Linked DNA regions of Pan troglodytes: region 1 is linked to region 2. The links are chromatin contacts, called in public Hi-C maps. All regions are on one chromosome and are shown on one strand. Each heading gives the region's core, a stretch centred on a gene start, on an enhancer-like site or on the middle of the called end of the contact. The rest is flanking DNA. Distances are from core to core; before and after follow the strand shown.

Region 1 (7,542 bases), core at 1,601-4,100, 140 kb before region 2:
ACGCCAGCTTCCGGAACAGGAAGCGCAGCTGCTCTGCCTCCCGAACCATCTTCTCGGCACCCTCCTTGCGCTCCTCCGGGCTCCGGAAGGAAATGCGCTTCTGCATGACCGCCCGCAGGTACTCCACCACCACGCGCCGGTGCGCCTCGGCCGTCATCCTCTGGGGAGACACGCGCGGTCAGCGGCAGGCTCCACGGCTCTGGCGGCCAGGAGCACCCTCATTTAAACCCAGGCTGGGGCTCCCAGTGGCTCCCCGGAGGCTCTGAGCCCACTCCTCCTCGCTCCGCCACAGCTCCGGCATCTCACCGCAGAGGAGGAGCGGGGGCTCAGTGGGGGAACAGTGACGGTGACCTGGACCCCCGCACCAGGCCAGCTCCGGCCCCCAGCAGGACAGACGCGGGTGAGGCAGTGCCGCGCATGAGCACTCGGTCCACAGACAGGCCCGGTGTCAGTGGCTGCTGCTGTCCTTTGATTAACGACTGCAGCATCTGGAAAACGTGGCAGGCACTTTGGAGGAAAGAGGAACCTGGGTCCTGCAGGAAGGAGGGTCTGAAGCGGAAAGAAATCCCTGCGGGCTCAGGGAGTGAGTGGAAGGGCAAGGAGCTAAGACGGGGCACGCGGGCCTCTCCGGGAACCATGGCTCCCTCCACCTCGAGGGCCATGCCACAGGGCCCCGGCCATTCTCACCAGAGCCCCGTCCCAGGGAGGTGGCGTCCGCAGAGCCTATTGCCTCCCTTGGGCTGATAGGACAACAAGTGAACGTTCACTCACGGAGGGACTCGCTGGATGCTGAATTCTGAGCAGGGTGAGAGGTGAGCCCTAGCGTCAAGGTGATGAGGGAACTAGGTCCCACCTTCTTACCTTCTTATACGGCTTTTTAATTTTGGCAAAATCGTTGAAATAGTCTTCCACGGTGACACAGATAATGTCTACAGCGTTTGACCCTAATAGCCACTTCTTCGTCATCAATTCATTCAGATGTTGCTGAAAAGCAGAAACAGATCACAGAAATCATCACCTCAACGTCCCACGAGAGCTGCGTGCAGTGTGGGAGGAAGGCACTTCCTCACCTCAACGCCCCACGAGAGCTGCGTGCAGTGTGGGAGGGAAGCACTTTCTCACCTCAACGTCCCACGAGCACTGAGTGCGTGTGGGAGGGAGGCACTTCCGTGCATCTTTGCTACGTCACACTGCTTTTCTAATTACAACAGCAATGCGCACTCAGGTAAAAATTCGATTATATAATCTGCAAATGTGTACTTTAAGTATAGGAGATTTATACTACAATTTCTGTGATGAGCTTCCCAAAATGACATGTTAAAGATGGAAATATCTGTGCATGTATACATTTTACCTTTAGTGGCTACATATATTTATCGTATTTATTTGCCCAATTCTCTATTGATGGACATTTAAATTTTTTTCACATTTTGCAATAATGCAACAGTGAATCTGTATAATTCTACTGATGAAATTCCTTAAAGTTGAATTTTTCAGTCAAAAAGTATACACATTAAAACCAATAAAACTATACAAATTAAAACTCCAATAAAAGTATACAAATTAAAACTCCAATAGAAGTGTACAAATTAAAACTCCAGTAAAAGTTACAAATTAAAACTACAATGGCTGTATTTCCAAGCTGCCCTCCAAAACCCAACCCAGTTCAGGCCCACACAGAATACAAACAGCCCCTTTTTCCCACGCCCTCAACAAGCCTGAACAGCATCCACGTCTCCGGCTCCTGCCATCCTGCTGAGCAGCAGGTCCTGTTGAGCATTCATTGCTTCGAGGATAAGATTGGGCGTCTAGTTTCACGATGAGGACACTGGTGTTGCTTTTAATGTGAGGTGGCCGTTCATGTCTTTTGCCCATTTTTCTATATATTCTTTTTAAATTTTGAAATAATTTCAAATGTAAATATTTTCTTCTTGCTTTCTAAGCCATATTTGCGAAAGTTACAAGTGTCTGCCTCTTTGGGGACACTTCCACACACATTTCTGTTCTCTTGCACAACCAGACACTGATGAATCAGCAACCAATCCCACCCCTCATCCCAGGAACCCCTTTCCAGCAGGACCACCAGATGGCCATGGTCTTATTATTTTGTTGTTGTTGTTGTTTTGAAATGGAGTTTGCTCTTGTTGCCCAGGCTGGAGTGCAATGGCGCGATCTCTGCTCACTGCAACCTCCACCTCCCGGGTTCAAGCAATTCTCCTGCCTCAGCCTCCCAAGCAGCTGGGATTACAGGTATGCGCCACCACATCCAGGTAATTTTGTATTTTGAGTAGAGATGGGGTTTCTCCATGTTGGTCAGGCTGGTCTCGAACTCCCAACCTCAGGTGATCCGCCTACCTTGGCCTCCCAAAGTGCTGGGATTAAAGGCGTAAGCCACCACACCTGGCCTACAAGGTCTTATTTTTTAAATATATCCTGATTTCTGCCAATACCTCTAAATAATGTTAAGCCATCTTTATGTTTCTGAAATAACCCCTACATTTCATGGTAGGTTATGCCTTTGATACAATATTAAATTCATTTTATTAATGATTTTTGTGTGTGTACCTATATTCAAAAGCGAAACTGATCTATGTGAGGATGTGTGTGTGTGTGCACTCTCAATTTGACTTTTTGACAGGTCCCTACATATCGGTTTCTATTTTGTAATCCACTAAATTGTCTGATGTCTTTAATACTTACTGGGTGAATCTACTGAATTGTGCGTAAGAAGGACCCTGCGTCATACGAAGCAGCGTCACCGAAAACGGAGGCGCTTTCAGCGATCTGACCGGAATGCAAGTGCACAGCCCGGCTCCCCAGACGGCGTCCGCACGGTACAGTTCGCAGCCTGTCCCCCAGGGGGCAGTGAGGAAGCACAGGAAGCACTGTGCTTCGGCGCAGAAAACGGCAGGAGGAAAGAGCCAGGCCCACCTCCAGGTCCAGGAAGACCTCCTCCAGCAAACCGCCGCAGCCCTCCTTCGCGATGGCGTCTAAAATCCCGTCCATGCTGGGCTGGCTCGGAGACACGCCCTCTTCCGCTTCATTCTTTAAATACTTTCTTTTTAAACTGACTATGGATTCCCTGCAAGGAAAGGGCTCAGGTTCAACACAGCGGCTGGGCAGGCCGGCCTCCACCGCTCCCCCGCCACGGCGCCCGGCCGCACTCACTTGAAGGTCTGGCAGTTGTTGATGATGGCGATCATGTACTGAACGTAGCAGTGAGGGTGCTGCCGATTCCTCAGGTGCTCTTCTTTATACAGCTGCGCTTCATCTTTATATCTGAGGACAGACAGGCTTCGGTCAGACAGCACTAAGGGCAACGTGGAGCTGTTTCAAATGCCACGCTGACGTCACGCCTGGCCTGAAATTTCACATCACTAACATCTGACCGGATGAGCCTCTAAAAATAAAACAATCTTTAGACGATCCAGACTAATGGAAGGACAGAGAGGTTGATTACTTTAAATGGATCAAAAAATAACTTCACCTCAGGCTTTCAAATATGGCTCATTAAGAGGCTGAGGCAGGGAGACCACCTGAGCCCAGGAGTTAAAGGCTGCTGGCTGTGCTGCAGTGAGCTACCCGTCGGGGTAACCTAATCAGACCTTCTCTCTTTTTTTTTTTTTTTTTGAGATAGAGTCTTGCTCTGTCACCCAGGCTGGAGTGCAATGGTGAGACCTCGGCTCACTGCAACCTCCACCTCCTGGGTTCAAGTGATTCTCCTGCCTCAGCCTCCCGAGCAGGTGGGACTACAGGTGTGCCCCACCATGCCCAGCTAATTTTTGTATTTTTAGTAGAGACAGGGTTTCACCATATTGGCCAGGCTGGTCTCGAACTCCTGACCTCATGATCCACCCGCCTCAGCCTCCCAAAGTGCTGGGATTACAGGCGTAAGCCACCGTGCCTGGCCGACCTTGTTTCTTAAAAACAATTAAAAAATATAAAAATTTTGAGGAGTTGGTAAAAAATAATAACTGAAAAAAGGAAAAAAAATATGGTTCAGCATTCTGATTGTAAAAATATACTACATAGTTGATTGTGAGGAATTGGGAAAGCATTATCTTATTTTATTTACTATACACTTCACCTAGAAACTCATAGTGTTAGGAACATCATCAAATGTCAGGTAAAATGTCCCTTTCAGAAACTGTCCCTGAACTCATCCAATTAAAAACAGACACTTGAAATGTCAAGAAAACAAACAGAGGTAGTGACACGCTCTATTTTTAAACTTACTGTGGGGATGCTCAAGCACCTATGGGAGTGGAAGAATCATACAACAAATACCGTTTCTATTTTTAAGAGATGTTAAGAAAGGAGCATACTGAAAGCTGGCAATTAAAGGGAAAGAAGTTAGCATTTCTGTCCAAAGTGTGGTTCAGGTCATCAAAAAGCTGAGGGTGATCAAGGAACGGTCTCTTTATAGAAGAATCTAACCTCATAAATGACAATGACCTCCAAAGAAACAAACTCAGGCCAAGATCCCCATGGACAGATGGCCAATAGGGACTTGGCCATGCCTCTGTGGATAGAAGGCCAATGGGAACTTGGCTAAGACTTGGCCAGTGGGGACTCGGCTAAGACCTCTATGGAAGAGGGCCAGTGGGGACTCAGCTGTGACCCCTGTGGATGGGCGGCCAGTGGGGACTTGGGCATGACCCCTATCGATGGATGGCAAATGGGAACTCTGAGTGGGCGGCGTGGCTGTAGTACCTAAGCCACCAGGACAGGACCTATGGACGCCATGTCTCCTGATGTGCCACATCGTGGAAGGCACACTCGCCAATAAGTGGGATCCAAGCCTGCAGAGCCAGCATCTGGCTCGGGAGCTGACGGTAGACTGAGGAGGAGGCTGAGGGACATCTCTCTACAGAGATCTACAAGCCAGCAGCTGAAGGAGGGAAGGGGCTGTTCTGCTTACCAGAGGCCTAGGAACCCTAAGCCCTCATGCGATGCAGTCCAATCTGATTCACAACTATCAAAAGACACACTTGAGATACAACCCAAACGCAGACTTGGCATCGGATGACCCCACGGAGTCACCGTGCTTGTCTCTCTGACTTGATGGCACTGCAGTGGCTTCAGAGAGGGTCGCAAATACCATGCCACAGCGCCCGGGGTTTGCCTGAAGGTACTTCAGCAGAGAGAGCGGAATGGGCAGGGGAGAACAGATTAGGCAAGGGGGCTTTGGAGGGGATGGCTTCTGGACTGCACGATGGGTGAACACAGTTTTTTAAACTCTTTTCCACATCTGTATAGGTTTGAAAATTATCAACAACTCATGGGGAGGGTGGCGTGCCAGGTCATGGCTGCCTGGAACCCTTCTGAGGAGGGCCGGCTTGGCCGAGGACGCCCTCCTCACTACGAAGTAGGCACTGCGGCAGGAGTCGCCACCCCCACCCCCAGGAAGTTCAGAACAGGCAACGGGAGGAGCCTGACTCCAACAGAGTTGGTGTCATCCGGCACATCGCTAAGGACGTCACAACACATCGGCTCTGGGAGCCCAAGGGGGCGTGTGGTCCACTCAAGGGGAAGATGATCCAGAAGCTCCACTCCCTCCCTTTGCTTCTGAAGAACACAGGAGTGACACGTGGGGAATCTACAGGCTTAATTTCTTCTTAGTAACAGGCATAGTAGGATCAAAAAATTTTTGCTTCTAATTTTTAAAAACATTCAATTTGTACATTAGCACACTGGCAGAAAGACATACCTGCTTAGGAAAGAATTCATCTGCTGAAGACATAAAACTAGTACCTTTGTTTTCAAATCTTCACTTATCTGAGCAGCAACTTGAAGATTCTGTTCAAACATCTAAAAATCAGAGAACTTATGAATTCTGGTATAATCTTACAGGAGTATACTAAGAGTGCAGGTTTGCTGTTATATGAAACCTCCATCTGCTAACTGGCATTTAGGATAGTCCAAACTCAGAGAAAAAAAAATGAAACCACGTGAAAAATAACAAAGTTAGTTTAAAAAAAAAAAAAACAACTTTCTCACCTGGGAAAGTACCAAGTGACTCATTTCTTAATTCCTGGCAAACTGGTTTCTCCCACGGGGGCCATGTCTGTCCTCACACTACGTGACTGGAGTTTTAATGTGTGGAGTGAGGCCCCACCCGGGATGGCGCCCCTCAGGCACCTGACTCACCCTCCCTGGCCCCATGACTGTCATGATGCAGAGTTCCTAAGAATCTGGACCTGGGGTGTGCCAGGCCCTGCCAGGAGCTGACCCAGGCAGAGGAAGGGCAAGGGGACAGAGCTCTCCTCACAGTTTCTCACGGCATCTGTTTCCAAACAAAGGAAAGGGTTTGGACTAGCCTGTCAATAACTAATGGTATCATTTAGAGAGAAATGTCACCCGCCAGCCCTCACTCCTGCCTAACTAGAGTCCTGAGTGAGGATTCTAACACAACGGGGCTCCATCCCTCAGCAATGCCACTGAAATTAAAACACATGATGTGCCAAAAGAAAAAAAGAGCAGGAAAAATGGGACACAGGGCGGTCGGACTGGAAAGTGAATCCGTGGTAAGAAAACACCGGGTCTAACACCTAGTGAGGCTCGGGCGTTGGAAAGTGAATCCGTGGTAAAAATTAGGTCGGTCTAATACCTAGAACCTTAACCAATGAACAGGAAAGCAACTTTAAAAGCTAATGGATGCCTTGAACCAGGAGGTAGAGATTGCAGTAAGCCAAGATTGTGCTACCGCACTCCAGCCTGGGCAACAGAGTGAGACTCCGTCTCAAAAAAAATAATGGACGCTCCCAAAATCCACCTGTTTAAACTCAATAATGTGCCATTTTTTAGGACAAATCCTGGATATCGACCAAACAAACTCACATTTGAAAGTCGCACATAAATAACATACAATTAGGCTGTAGTCCAAACCCATAAAGACCAGGTCAGAAAAGTAAAGTGACCTTGGGCAAAACTATTTGGTAAGTATCATCCCAGGTTTCTGCAGCTCCAGAGAGTAAAAGACAGAGAGAGGAGAGGAGGACTTAGATGCACCAGGCAGGGCTCTCAATATTTTTACTACACTCTGTGGATGAAGATCCCGGGTATCTGTGTCACTTTGTAAAACCTACAGCTCCCACTATCCACCTAGGAAATGGAACTGTGCCAGTCCCCTGCAGGTGGTACCTGGAAGACAATGGCAGGGAGTGTGGTCTGGTAGTACCCGTCCTGGTCGGCTTCTGGCTCTGTCTCTTTGACCCAGTCTTTCTTGTCTGTCTCCAGCGCTTTCCGCAGCCAGGCGATGATGTTTGACTAAAGGAAGTTCAGCATCATGGAGAAGAGAAGAGAGAAGAGCAGGTGCCTGAGGGTCACGCCAATTACCTGGTCAGTTGCATGCACAAGCTCCACAAACCAGACACAGGGCACCAGTGTCCTCTTTCTCAAATGAGGACTCCAGAGCAGGGACCCAGGAGCCACCCCCATGGGAGGCAGTGACCACAGCAGCCCGCAGGGGTTTAACTGGAACCCTTGGTACAGATAAAGAGGGAGAAGAAACTAGATGCCCTTTTGGCTGCACCTCATGCT
Region 2 (6,849 bases), core at 2,348-4,847:
CTGAGGACCACGAACCGTGGACGCGCCGCGGCTTCCCTCCGAGGTCCGAGTTTTAAGTGAGACCAGCCAGCCGCACCCCAGAGTGTCCGCCCCGTCCCGGGGCCGCCGAGCCTGGCGACGCGAGGATGCGGCGTGAGGAGGGTCCCGACGTCGGCGCCCGTCCCTCAGCCCCACACCCGGGAGCGCATCCCGTCTCCACTGCGGGCGGCACGCGGCGGGGGCCTGCGGGGGCGCCCAGGACACTTACCCAGGGCCTGCGGGGCGCGGAGGCTCAGGCGCACCCGCGGGGCAGCGCGCCCTGGCCAGGAGCTGTGGCGGCGGGTGCCGGCGCTCGCATCCCGGGAACCCGCGGCGGCTCCAGGGACTGCCCCACCCCGGCACGCGAGCCGCCCGCCCCGCCCCGCCCCGCAGCACCCAGGGCCGGGAGGCGGCAGAGGGCGCCCGCGGGTCCGGCTGTCTCGGGTCCGGCTGCCCCAGCTGCCCTGGCGAACCCGAGACGCCATCCGGTTCCCCTGGGGTCCGCCCTGCGCCCTTCGCGTCCCAGTGATCCCCCGGAGTCTCCGTGCCCCGAGGCGGGGGTCGCGCGCTGAGCCCCTCCAGGCCCTGCGTTCCCCCTGGGGTCTGTGTGCGCCCAGGGTCCCCCGGTTCTCCCTGCGCCCCCGTCCCCTCCCCAGCGCTCGCGGCCGGCTGTGCTGAGCTGCTGGCCCTAGAGCCGGGCGGTGTAGACCCGAACAGGTAAAGTGAAGAGAGCTTTTCCCCCCTCGCCTGCCCCATGAGGTCGTTTCGAAAATGTAAAAGGAGTCATGGTTTTTGGCGAATTATAGAGAATATTAAGATACTTTTGGATCCTGAGCTTCCCAGGAAGCGGACGCGCGCCAGGCACGGCAGGGTCGTCCGTGCGACGTTCTTCGTCCTGGGCATTTCAGGGTCCCACGCGGCAGGTGCGCGGCCCTGGGTGCCCCTGCCCCGCCCACCCCGCCGGTCGGCACCCGGGACCGCGCGGCCGAGAGCAGGGTCCTGCCTGCAGGTCCTTAGGGCTCACCCCGCGCCCTCTGCGCGCCCGCCGGCCCCTCCGACCTCGGGCTGCGCCTTCTCCTTCCCCCTCCCGGTGGTCCTTGGCCCCCTCTAGTCCTCCGTCCGGGCGCGCAGGCCCTGGCTGAATTCCGTGTACCCTCAGGGGATCCCTGGGGACACCCTCAGCCTGGCCTCGCACCCTGACGTCTCCACAGACCCTGGCCGGCTTCCACCCGTTCTCGCCCTCGCTGGGGCCGGCCATGGAGTCGGTGGTCCCCGGAGTCCGCTCCTCAGCATCCGCCGTCCTCATCCCAGCCGGGGGAACCGCGCCCTCTTCATCCCGCAAGGTCGGTTTTCAGCAACGCGGCCGAGGCTGTCACTGGCGCCCCCAGGTTCTCAGTCAAACCCCGTCTCCCTGACGCCCCCAACCCGCCCCGCGCCTCCTGCTGTTCTCTGAATAAGGCGTGCGGGCCTTGGGGCCATTGCACTCGCTGTCTGCTGTCGGCTCAGGAAAAGTCTCTTTTCCAGACACAGCTCCCAAGGTGGGGTGGGCGCAGCTGAGAAGCCCACCCTGCCCCCAAGTGGCCACCGCCCCTCCCCGGGTGTAGCTCCTGCAGGGCAGCCCGGAATTGCTGAGTTCTGCCGCTCTGTCCCCAGGGGTCACCAAGTCTGCTCTGCTCACCTCTGGTTCCTGTCGAATAGCAGAGGCTCAAAAATGCGTGAGTAAATGGGCTTTTTTGGGACAGAGTCTTGCTCTGTCACCCAGGCCTGAGAGCAGTGGTGCGATCTCAGTTCACTGCAGCCTCTGCCTCTAGGGCTCAAGTGATTCTCGTGCCTCAGCCTCCCAAGTAGCTGGGATTACAGTCGCGCGCCACCACACCTGGCTAATTTTTTTTTTTTTTTAAGTAGATAGTGGTTTTGCCATCTTGGCCAGGCTGGTCTCGAACTCCTGACCTCAGGTGATCCACCCACCTCGGCTTGCCAAAAGTGTTGGGATTACAGGCATGAGCCACTATGCCACTGAGACAGCCAGGAGCCCTGGGTGCACACATTTATTTTTTGATATGGAACAATGTGCAACTATATTGCTGTACTTTTAAAAATCATTAGTTGTATCTTGATCCAATTTTTGTAAAGTGAATTATGCACAGAAAATGTGTAGCTGGATAACTCTGAGGTAACAGGTGAACTTTAATTTCTTTTTACTTTTTGAAAAGTCTGCAATTCCTGTAAATTTTTGTAAGAAGCACATAGTACCTTTGTGATCTGTTAAAATAAGAACCTGTGGGTAGAATGTGATGGTGGTGAGCCGCAGTCCCCCTGCATGGGAAGACAGCACCCCCATGTCTCAGGGCAAGCACAGGTTCCCTTCCACCTACCCTGTCCCACCAGAACCAACTGGAATGAGATACTTTGTTACTCTATTTCCTGGGTACAGAAGGAAACTGCTCCTCCTTCCTTCCCACTGCCCTTGACCAGCACAGGCCATCCACGCCCACCTGTCCCCTGTGCTTGTCCCCAAAGTCTCAGGTCTCTGCAGGACCTGGGGCAGCCAGTGGGACTGTGCAGAAAAAGGATGACCCTGCCGTGGGAGCCATTGCCCCTAAAGTCTCAGGGTTTAGCAGGCAGAGCCCCACGTGGAGTCCTGGAGTCTCTGGGCACCCCACCAGCACAATGGGGGATCCCTGAGCCACCTCCCGTTCAGGCGAGCTATTGGGCGTGCCTCCCTCCCCACCACGAAGGTCCAGATGCAGCTGACACCCCCAGTCACAGAGTCTCCTTTCTGCCTCTGCTGGGGACCCTGTTCAGGAGGTCTCCTCCCTCCAGTCCGGACTTGCTGTCCCCACTGTCATTGAACCCTCTGGCTCCCATCCACACTCCCAGCAGCTGGAGACACACCCCTTTCTCCTGGGCCACTGGTCCTCTCGGGACTCTGAACCAGAGGCACTAACACCTGGCAGGGATGGCAGCTGGGGCAGGACTGGAAGCCTCCGAGGACCCACCCCCAGCTCCGGGTACCCCCACACTGGAGTCTGGTGCGGTGGGTCCCCAGAGCCATATGAGCTGGACTTGGCCTCCAGTGGACGGCCACATGGCAGGTGCCCACGGCCGGCTGCAGCGCCAGGCCCCTCCCAAACAGGCCCAAGTTGGCTTCACAGAAGTGTGGGGGCAAAGCTGCTCTTCATGGGCCTCCAGGAGTGGTGACCGTGACTGCCCCCTCCTGTCCTCTCCTGGCCACACCTTTGCCTCCCACAGGCAGGCCAGGTCAGGAGCCCCCAGGGCCCTGACCTCAGAGGCAGACAGGGGTGTGCTGACCCCTCGGGGCCAGGCCAGGACCCCGCACAGGCGCCTGCGGCTCTCTGGCTCTCTGATGGTGGCTGGGTTTCCCGGGTTCCCCATGACTGCTGAGTCTCCAGCGTTGATGCCTCACAGGGAGCCGCTTGGGCAGCCCTGGTCACACCTGGGTTACCTCTCCCACACCAGTTTCTCCCTGGTCACGCCTGGGTTCCCTCTCCCACACCAGTTTCTCCTGTAGGACAGAGAAGGACCTGGGGAATTTTGTCTTTTGTTAAAAACCACAAGGGAGCTCCCTGCTGGGCACAGTCACGGTGGCGCCCATCAGAGCTCCTGCTTCCAGGGTGCATTCCATCATTCCAAGTTCACTGTGCTGGAGTCAGCTCTCTGCTTGCCGCAGGGTGAGGGGGGGAGGTGGAGGGTGAGGGGGGAGGTGAAGGATTGGGGGAGGTGCAGGGTTGGGGGGAGATGGAGGGTGGGGGGAGGTAAAGGATGGGGGGAGGTGCAGGGTTGGGGGGAGATGCAGGGTGGGGGGAGGTAAAAGATGGGGGGAGGTGCAGGGTAAGGGTGGGAGGTGCAGGGTGTGGGGGGGAGGTGGAGGGTGAGGGGGGAGATGAAGGGAGGGGGGAGGTGAAGGATTGGGGGAGGTGCAGGGTTGGGGGGAGATGGAGGGTGGGGGGAGGTGCAGGGTGAGGGCGGGAGGTGCAGGGGGAGGGGGAGGTGCAGGGTGGGGGGAGGTGGAGGGTGAGTGGGGGAGGTGGAGGGTGAGTGTGGGAGGTGGAGGGTGAGAGGGGAGGTGAAGGATGGGGGAGGTGCAGGGTTGGGGGGAGATGCAGGGTGGGGGGAGGTAAAAGATGGGGGGAGGTGCAGGGTAAGGGTGGGAGGTGCAGGGTGCGGAAGGGAGGTGAAGGGTGAGGGCAGGAGGTGGAGGGTGAGGGGGGAGGTGGAGGGGGGAGGTGGAGGCTGGGGGGGAGGTGAGGGGGAAGGTGGAGGGGGGAGGTGGGAGGTGAGGGGGAGTGGAGGGGGGGAGGTGCAGGATGAGGGGGAGGGGAGGGAGGAGGTGCAGGGTGAGGGGGGAGGTAAAAGATGGGGGGAGGTGCAGGGTAAGGGTGGGAGGTGCAGGGTGCGGGAGGGAGGTGGAGGGTGAGGGCGGGAGGTGGAGGATGAGGGGGGAGGTGTAGGGGGGAGGTGAGGGGGGAGGTGGAGGGGGGAGGTGGAAGGTGGGGGGGAGGTGAGGGGGAGTGGAGGGGGGAGGTGCAGGGTGAGGGGGAGAGGGAGGGAGGAGGTGCAGGGCAAGAGAGGTGCAGGGTGAGGGGGGAGGTAAAGGATGGGGGGAGGTGCCAGGTGAGGAGGGAGGTGAAGGATGTGGGGAGGTGCTGGGTTGGGGGGAGATGCAGGGTTGGGAGTAGGTGGAGGGTGAAGGGGGGAGGTACAGGATGGGGGGAGGTGCAGGGTGAGGGGCAGGTGCAAGGTGAGAGGGGAGTTGAAGGGTTGTTGGGGGAGGTGCAGGGTTGTGGCGGGGAGGTGTAGGGTGGCTGTGGGGGGAGGTGCAGGGTTGTCAGGGGAGGTGTAGGGTTGTGGGGGGAGATCAGGGTAGGGAGGGTGGGGAGGCATGGGCCAGGGGCCCCAGGTGAGGGTGGACGGCGTGCACCTGCACCTCCATGTCTGCACTGATGACTGAGGACCCAGAGCGGGGGAGGGAGGGGCCCCCAGAGATGGCTGTGCCCCCATGTCCTGCTGTCTTGGGTCTTGGGACCAGGGGTCAAGTGACGCTGAGGGTCCCTGGTGGGTGGTCGTGGCCGCTGGCCTGGCCTGGCCTCCGCGACCCAGCCTCACCATGCTGGGCCTGCGCCAGGCACCTGGTCAGCTGTCCACCCCCTCCACCCCCAAACCCAGGCTCTGAAGGGTCACAGGGCACAGCCTGCCTGACAAGGGAGAGCTGAAAGGGCGAAGGCCCGTCTCTCTGTGGTCTTCTCTCTGCGGCTATGAATCCCATGGCTGTGTCGGGCAGGTCCTCCCGGTCAGTCAGCAGCTCCCGAGAGCTCCATGGTGCAGCCGCACTGCCCCCACGTGGCCCAGGCTGTGTGCAGCTGCCTGGCCCTTGGGGCCTCAGAGTGCAGTGAGGTTTGGCTCAGGGGCTTCCCTCACCCAGGAAGGCGTGGGTGGCCTCCCTGCAGGCGCCTGAGGATGGGGTCTGTGCTGGCAGTGTGGCTGGGCAGGGGGCACGGCAGCCCTGCTTCCCTGCGGGTTGGCACCCCCTCCACAGGGAATCCGCCACAACTCGTGAGCTCACTGCCCTCCAGAGACCCCCAGTTTTGTATCAGTGACTCCGGCCAGGAGAGCAGGGGAGTCCCCCCTCCACACCTCCAGCTTCGAGAGGCTCCTCACCGCCTCCCTCCCTTGACTCCTGGTGGCTGGGAGCTCCCCGGGGAAATGTCCCTCCCAGCAGCCACAGCCCACCAGCCCAACAGGCTCTCTGCATCCAGGGGTTCCTTTGCCAGCAGGCCAGCCTGACATGCGTTTGTCCAGCACTCCACCCCTGCTGGTCCTCCAAGCGTGCGGTGCAGCCGTCCCACCGCCCTCCTCACCCTCTGCTGAAGAACTTCTGCTCCGGAATTTTCAGCGGCTTTTGTTCTTGTGCGTCTTCATGGAGGCCCCTCTCCAAGGCAGCCTCCCCGAGTCTCCAAGGCAGCCTCCCCGAGTCTCCAAGGCAGCCTCCCCGAGTCTGCAGCCTCCCCGAGCTGCCTGCAAACAGGAGCCCCCATGGCAGCCACGTGCAGAGTACCTGAGGGTACCTGCACCACACACCTGAGTGTACCTCACACCTGTGAACCTGCCACACCTGAGCAGACCACAGACCTGTGCATCTGTCCCACACACAAGTGAGATGCTGAGAAACACACTTTATCTCCATCAGAGGAACCTCTCATTGCTGTGAAAAGGAAGGAAGGAAAATCATCCACAATCTGACCTTTTCTCTGTGAAAGTCTCTGTCTCACCTGGCCTTCGCCTGCTTTCTAGGAGTATGGAGCTAACCGCCACACACAACATTCCTTCCCCGGCAGCTGATCCACAGGATGAGCACATCGGCCTCGGTATCAACTGTTGGCCGGTATCATCCATGGAGACATGTGCCTGGGGGCAGGTGTCTCACCAGGGCTGACAGCTCCTCCAGAGTAGCAGGCTTCCCTGACCCAGGTAGAAATCCAGAGGCCAGAGAAGCTGCAGGTGTGGGGTGGGGGTTGCCCACTGCACAGAGGACAGCACGGGCAAGGGCCTGGAGACGTGGCTGGGAGGGCTGCAGGGTGGCCGCAGCAGCTGCCCTCACCCCAAGCACAGAGACCTCACAGGCCTAAGGCTGAAGGAGGAGTGAGGGCAGCTCCCAGGGTGGGGTGGGTGCAGCTACTGGACACTGAGTCCAGGTGCCCATGAGGCGAGGGAGAAGTCGCTGGGCGCCTGGCCATGGAGGCCTGGGTGAGGAAGGCCTCATGGAATTGGGAGCTTGCGGCCTGGACAAGGAAGTTGACCTCATGGAGTGGA

What was found. A called contact is a pair of places that touch in the nucleus more often than the background predicts.
Region 1: a Hi-C map of stem cell-derived neural progenitor cells shows a contact between it and region 2, with 4 times the contacts expected there. The contact joins the enhancer-like site here to the promoter of AHRR in region 2. A contact is called at or near these places in 1 of 7 Hi-C or Micro-C datasets (stem cell-derived neural progenitor cells), 1 of 1 datasets of contacts at active chromatin or transcription factors (stem cell-derived excitatory neurons) and 1 of 1 other capture datasets (stem cell-derived neural stem cells).

Annotation. Positions count from the first base shown.
Region 1 is chr4:1,181,394-1,188,935 of NHGRI_mPanTro3-v2.0_pri, reverse strand. It overlaps EXOC3 (exocyst complex component 3), which reads right to left. Exons shown (of 14, transcript XR_008547843.2): 6 at 7,144-7,269; 7 at 5,711-5,811; 8 at 3,169-3,279; 9 at 2,932-3,082; 10 at 862-984; 11 at 1-160. Among named protein-coding and RNA genes, the nearest start is that of EXOC3, 18 kb to the right of the region's middle. Within about 2 kb of position 2,850, at least 5 of the 24 cell types and tissues checked have an H3K27ac peak or open chromatin away from gene starts, as enhancers often do. A contact at or near this core is called in stem cell-derived neural progenitor cells and stem cell-derived neural stem cells, where this site is marked.
Region 2 is chr4:1,041,779-1,048,627 of NHGRI_mPanTro3-v2.0_pri, reverse strand. AHRR (aryl hydrocarbon receptor repressor) reads right to left here and starts at 3,597. Exons shown (of 12, transcript XM_063811030.1): 1 at 1,697-3,597; 2 at 1,214-1,387. The coding sequence starts at 1,311.